Regions from separate parts of the Mus musculus genome. Here region 1 is linked to region 2. The links are chromatin contacts, called in public Hi-C maps. All regions are on one chromosome and are shown on one strand. The core of a region is the stretch at or near the end of the contact, and the rest is flanking DNA. Distances in the headings are between cores, read along the strand shown. Region 1 overlaps Gm30184 (a long non-coding RNA gene). Region 2 has its middle 57 kb from the start of Gm30184.

Region 1 (2,803 bases), core at 211-2,710, 45 kb after region 2:
TTCTGTCATTCTGGAGGCTCCTAAAGAAGCCGGAGAGTGTCACACTGTGTGGGGGAACCGGCTTCCTTCACTGACTTCTGTGGCAAAGTGACACATCTCCATGAAAAGCAGGGGTCCTGATTGTCACTCGCCTTTCAGTAGCTGAGAGTAAAGAGAAAACAGGAACTGTGGAGAAGCACTGGACTTGGGAAAACATAGATTTTCCAGGATAAAAGTCCAAGCCTGGTATTACTCAGCCCCCAAATTCACAGAGTCCTGTAGAGGTAATCGCTAGCAGAAAGGAAGCTTAAAAGTAAGCGATTTGGGCCAAAGTAAGCTAGGACCATTACAGAGCGAGACAGGCCCACTCCTTACCAAATGCCATTGTGGCCTGGGGCTTTGTAGTGCAGTGTTGCTGTCCCAGCATGGCATTTAGATTATTACTTGAAACAAGAATACACATGTCTGATTCTGTTTGCTATGTCAAGCCTTTGATATATTTTTCAAATGATTTGGTTTTAAAATAAAGTTTCCTTGTCTCCTACTTAGACACCCACCTTGATACCTAATCTTCACATGCACACACATAATCATATGCATATGTGTTTACACACAGTGACATGTCTGTACACACATGCACATGTACATATGTATATGTATATATATATATATATATATATATATATATATATAGAGAGAGAGAGAGAGAGAGAGAGAGAGAGAGAGAGAGAGATGAGAGAGAGAGAGAGAGAGAGAGAGATATTACAAAGACTTCTTCCTGGTGACTATTTCATCTTGGATTATCACAGCCCTTGTTAGCAACGCTGTCTGCCCGGAGTGACTGATTCAGAAAGCTTAAGTATCCTTTCTCATCTGAACTTTAAGATTTTCAGTTTGCCTCAACTTCCTTGAATACAAGGTTTGTTACAGCATTACTCTCTGGAAAACTTCTCTCTAATTAGTACTTATGTTGACATGGAATTTCAAGGCAGTCTGCCTACTACTTCCTAATCCACTTCAGTTCCTGGAGCAGACAGGCATTCATAAATGAAACAGCGTGTAGGCAGCAACATCCCGAGGTCTGAGTGGAGGCTGCATTTCTCAAAAGCTTCCCCAAATACAAGCTTGACTGAGAAGAGGAAGCCCGACGCCCCCAGGAGAGGCATAAAGGAGACAGTTGCAGCCATAAAGAGGCCAGGAGAAGTACTCAGGACAGGAAGGGGGAGGGGGAAGAGTACAAGCAAGTCATGGCTGTTTTGAAAAACTGTGGCAGTTTGAAAAACTGTGGAAATACTCAGAAAAAAAGAAGGCGCACAAACATTTAGAACAGGAAATTGTATGCTCAGCATAGACCTAAATCTGTGGTAGGCTTGGGTGTTTCTAGGAAGAAAAGTCACCAAGGACAAACAAAGGTACCTCCCCGCGCCCCGCCCCCATCAAGGTTCCTTTTGTTAGATTTGTCTTAGTACCAATTATGCCTTGTGATGCTAAAAGGTACACGTTCACACAGCTCCTAACTACTCGGCTCCTTCCTGCCCCTGAGATACTGTGGTGTGGCATCTGCACTCATTGAAAGTAGAAGCAAAAAGAAAACCATTCGTGGGAGTCAGTCCTTTTCTCCCAATGCACACACTCCCAGGTCAGTGACTCCTGACTGAGCAGTCGCTCGAGCACAATATGTGATTAACTGTGAAGACAGTGTTGGTCTCTGCCCAGGGCACTCCACCATGGCCATGGGGACACACTGGACTTCCTTACCCACATGGGTCCAGGAAGTTCAAGAAACAGCTTCTAGGCCAGACCCTGCTCAGGCTGACACACAATCCTAGCTCCATCCCTAGTACCGTCCTCCTTGATTTACTCAGTAAATGTCCCATGACTCTCTGGGCCTGTCCATGAACAGTCCTCTAGCTCCTGAGACAGCCTCATACCTGAACAGACATGGGACTGTTGTCTTCATGTCCCATCTAGACATGAAGCTGTTTCCCTGAGTGATTCCCCGGACTCCTAGCTTTGAATCGCCTCTCAGACCTACTAAGATTTACCCCAAAAAGAGGCAAGAAGGCCAGACACTGGGCTGTGAGCAACCACCTCTCTGGCCCTGCCTTTGCATGCATGTGGCCTTTCTTAGCTTTGTATACATCCATCTTCTCCCCAAGACATTGGTTCTCCTCTCCTCAGGGACCATAAGGTAGAGTGGCTTCAAGGAAATACTGCTTTCACAGGGTTGGAAGTACTAGAATTTAACGTTCTCACAACACCTCGTCATGCATTTCCATTTCTATAATCTCTTCTGTGGATTCTCGATGAGCAACAGGGGCCAACAACATGGCTTAGCAGTAGGAGCGACAATGCCATAGCAGAGGACCTGAATTTGATTCCTCTCACATCAGGTGGCTTACAATCACTTGTAACTCCAGCTCCAAGGAAACTGGTGTCCTCTCTGGCTTCCCTGGACTCACATATGTTGCATATATTCACACAGGCTTACTCATAAACAAAGTAATGGGTTTGTTTGGTTTTTTTTTTTTTTTACAAGAGAAACAAGACATGCGGTGGCACATTTTAATCCCAGAGCTTGGGAGGCAAAGCAAGCATATTGTTGTGAGTCTAAAGGAAAAATCTTAAGAATTTGTGTTGAAGGCCTCAATCTATGAGAGATAACTCATGTGGTCTGCTCAGCCTGCCCTGTGCGTTGGCAGTCCAGTGGTCAACCGTGTTAGCTGCAATTGCTGTGCCATGAAGAGGAGTCCATCTTAGCCGAACAGAGCGTCAGAAGAGCGGAGCTGACACTTAGGTGACCACCATGTTCATATCCAGTCGT
Region 2 (2,913 bases), core at 155-2,654:
GCTGGGGGTTAGAAGCACTTGCTGTTCTTGCAGAGAATCTGGATTCTGTCCGGAACCTCCACGTGGAGGCTCACAACCATCTGTAACTCCAGTTCTAGGATATCCAATGCCCTCTTCTAGCTTCTGTGGGCTTCTGCATATATGTAATACACACGCATACCCTCAGGCACACATACATATGAAATAAAATAGATTTTATGCATTAAGGTATTAATGTTTTAAAGAATCCAGAGAAAGAAATAAGAATGGTATTCTAATCTATAATCATATCTTTTAAATGAAGCTTTCTCCATTTGTTAGTAAGAACAGACTCAGAGATGGGATATTCTAAAACCTGTCTAATTAAAATATGAAATTATAGCATACTTATGGGTCAAAGCCCAGTAGAAAACAAGATTCTCCAGGCCCACCCTTCAGATGGGGAGATTCTGGGGCAAATGACTAATTAAGAAAATGCCGTACAGGCTTGCCAATCATATGGATATGTTTTTCTTAATTGAAGTTCACACCCTCTCAGATGGCTTTCACTTGTGTCAAGTGACATGAAACCATCCAGCAGAGACAGGCAGGGGACACGGTCTTAAAGACCATAAACTTTAGAGCCCGGCCTTGTAGGTTCCAATGCTGACTTGGCCACTTACTAACACTTACTAATTATGTTAGAGGCACAGAGGAGACTGAGCTAACAAACAAAGGACTCTGGGGGCATCCAGAGGCTCTCCCAGGGAAGTGGTGGCACTCCAGAGCTGAAATGGGACCCAGTGAGAGCAAGAATTGCAGAAGCGGCTGCAAGACAGGAGCTGAAGCTTACAGAAGCCGTTCCACTGCAGGAGCAAACACTGCATGGAAGCACGAGAGGAGATGCATGCCTCCCTTCCCCTCCACCCATCCACACTCCCAGATCCTCCCCTGGCTGAGCCCAGCATTAAAATCAGCTGGAAAGAGGGTTCAGAAAATACTGCTCACAACTGGTAGTCATCTGCCAGGGACAAAGTCAGGGAGGGAAGGGGGCAAATGCAAGCGTCCAGCAAACACACCAGAGAATGTTTATGGGAGACAGAACCGGAACAAATACCGCCCAGGTGGATGTAAGACCAAAACAGAATACACCTTATGGAAAAAGTGCTTGCTCTGCTTACAGCTAAAACCGTTCAAAAGAAGCTCCCATTTGGTCCTAAATCCTAGCTAAAAGATAAGTTAAGTTTGCCTCATTTTATGTCCCTGCTAATTAAGGCTTCTAAGGCCATTTGTCCTGTGTTATGTCCCTGCTAATTAAGGCTTCTATTCACAATCAGGAGCAAGTTCCTGGTTTGACATAAACTGCTTGTAACCCACATTCACTGATGTATATCCTTGCCTTTGTTACTGCTTGGAACCTCCAGTTCACTTGAATTACATCCTTGCCTTTGTTCCTTGTATCCTTTTAACAGAGAGTAACCACCAACCCTCTCACCCCTATGAATACCTTATCTCTCCTATAAGAGGGACTTCAAGGAGCCAGTGGAGATTGCTCGCTCAAACCCTGACTTAGGGAGAGACAGCCAGCTGGCCAGTCTCAAGTACTCCCAAATACAGTTTGCTTTAAATTGAAAAAAAAAAAAAATGTGGACTTGGTCCTTTCTTTCTCGAGAATCTCAGGATTCACCATTTAGTCACAAATAGTAGGTAGTAACACAGAATATGTAATAAACCTGTCTAAGTGTTTTACATTTGTCATGACTGAATCCTCAGAGTGTCCTCGGGAGCCAGGACTATTGTTATCCTTATGAACAGGTAAGGAAACTGAGGCAGAGAAAGTTTAAGGAACCTGCACCAGGTATACAAAGTCTAAGTGCCCAAGTCAGCATTAGAGCCTAATGTGGCCTGGCTCCCAAGTTCATGACCTTCAAGACTGTGTCCCCAGCCTGCTTGTACAGGCTAGTTTTATGTCAACTTAACACAAGCTGAAGCCATTTTAAAGGAAGGAAGCTCGATTGAGGAAACGCCTCCATAAGAGTAGCCTGTGGGCAAGCATACGGGGCATTTTCTTAACTAGTTATTGGTGTGCCGGGGCCCACCAACTGTGGGTGGGTCCGTCTCAGGGCTTATGGTTCTGGGTTCTGTAAGAAGACAGGCTGAGGAAGTGAGCCAGTTTAGCTCTCTTTCACAGCCTCTACATCAGCTCCTGCTTCCAGGTTCCTACCTATGCCTGGTTTGAGTTTCAGTCTTAGCTTCTGGCAATGGTCTGTGATTCGGGATATATAGACCATATAAATCTCCCTCCAAGTTCCTTCTGGTCATGGTATTTCATAACAGCATGAGTAATCCTAACTGAGACAATGCCATATACCTGAGAACCCTGGTTCTACCAGTCTCTCGGACCAGCATCTCTGAATACAAAATCCTCCGAGAAAGTCAAATTTGATGCCTCACGATCTCATGAGGTATTTCCTCCTAATGACGCTGGAAGAGTGTTTGGGATTGTCCCTCTTCTGCCATTCATGAGAAGAAAATCAAACATCATTCCGGGTTTGCATTCAATTCCCACAGGAGTCAGGAATTCTTGGATGAGTGGTAGAGAAGTAATCAAACTACAGTCCGTTTCCACGGAGAAAGCCAGTGGCAGAGAGGGAAACGCTGTGATTTAAAGCCCGAGGAGAGATGTGTTTTCACAAAGAGCAACTGCTGCCTCCGTGACCGATCTGGTCCAGGCTGAGTGTTGACGTTCTTGAGCTAGTAAAATTGCAAAGCTCCTCAGAGACTTCCTTCTTCGAGGCAGAAAGAAACCGATTGGCCGTTTAAGCTGAGGTGGGTACCGCTCATGAGCTTGAAAGGAAGCTGGAATACAGAAGGACTTATTTGAACAAGGCTGCAGTAGTCAAGGGATTGTTACTGCAACTCATCGCGGCCTTCCTGAGAAGTGTGGAAGAGGCC

What was found. Hi-C and Micro-C count contacts between places; a contact is called where the count stands out from the background.
Region 1: a Hi-C map of cranial neural crest shows a contact between it and region 2, with 2.4 times the contacts expected there. The contact joins two enhancer-like sites. A contact is called at or near these places in 1 of 39 promoter capture datasets (the C10 cell line) and 15 of 484 Hi-C or Micro-C datasets (the C10 cell line, the C2C12 cell line, the HL-1 cell line and 8 more).

Annotation. Positions count from the first base shown.
Region 1 is chr3:40,440,166-40,442,968 of GRCm38.p6, forward strand. All of the region lies in intron 3 of Gm30184 (a long non-coding RNA gene), which reads right to left. Among named protein-coding and RNA genes, the nearest start is that of Gm30184, 12 kb to the right of the region's middle. Within about 2 kb of position 1,461, at least 20 of the 459 cell types and tissues checked have an H3K27ac peak or open chromatin away from gene starts, as enhancers often do.
Region 2 is chr3:40,395,592-40,398,504 of GRCm38.p6, forward strand. No RefSeq gene overlaps it. Among named protein-coding and RNA genes, the nearest start is that of Gm30184, 57 kb to the right of the region's middle. Within about 2 kb of position 1,405, at least 5 of the 459 cell types and tissues checked have an H3K27ac peak or open chromatin away from gene starts, as enhancers often do.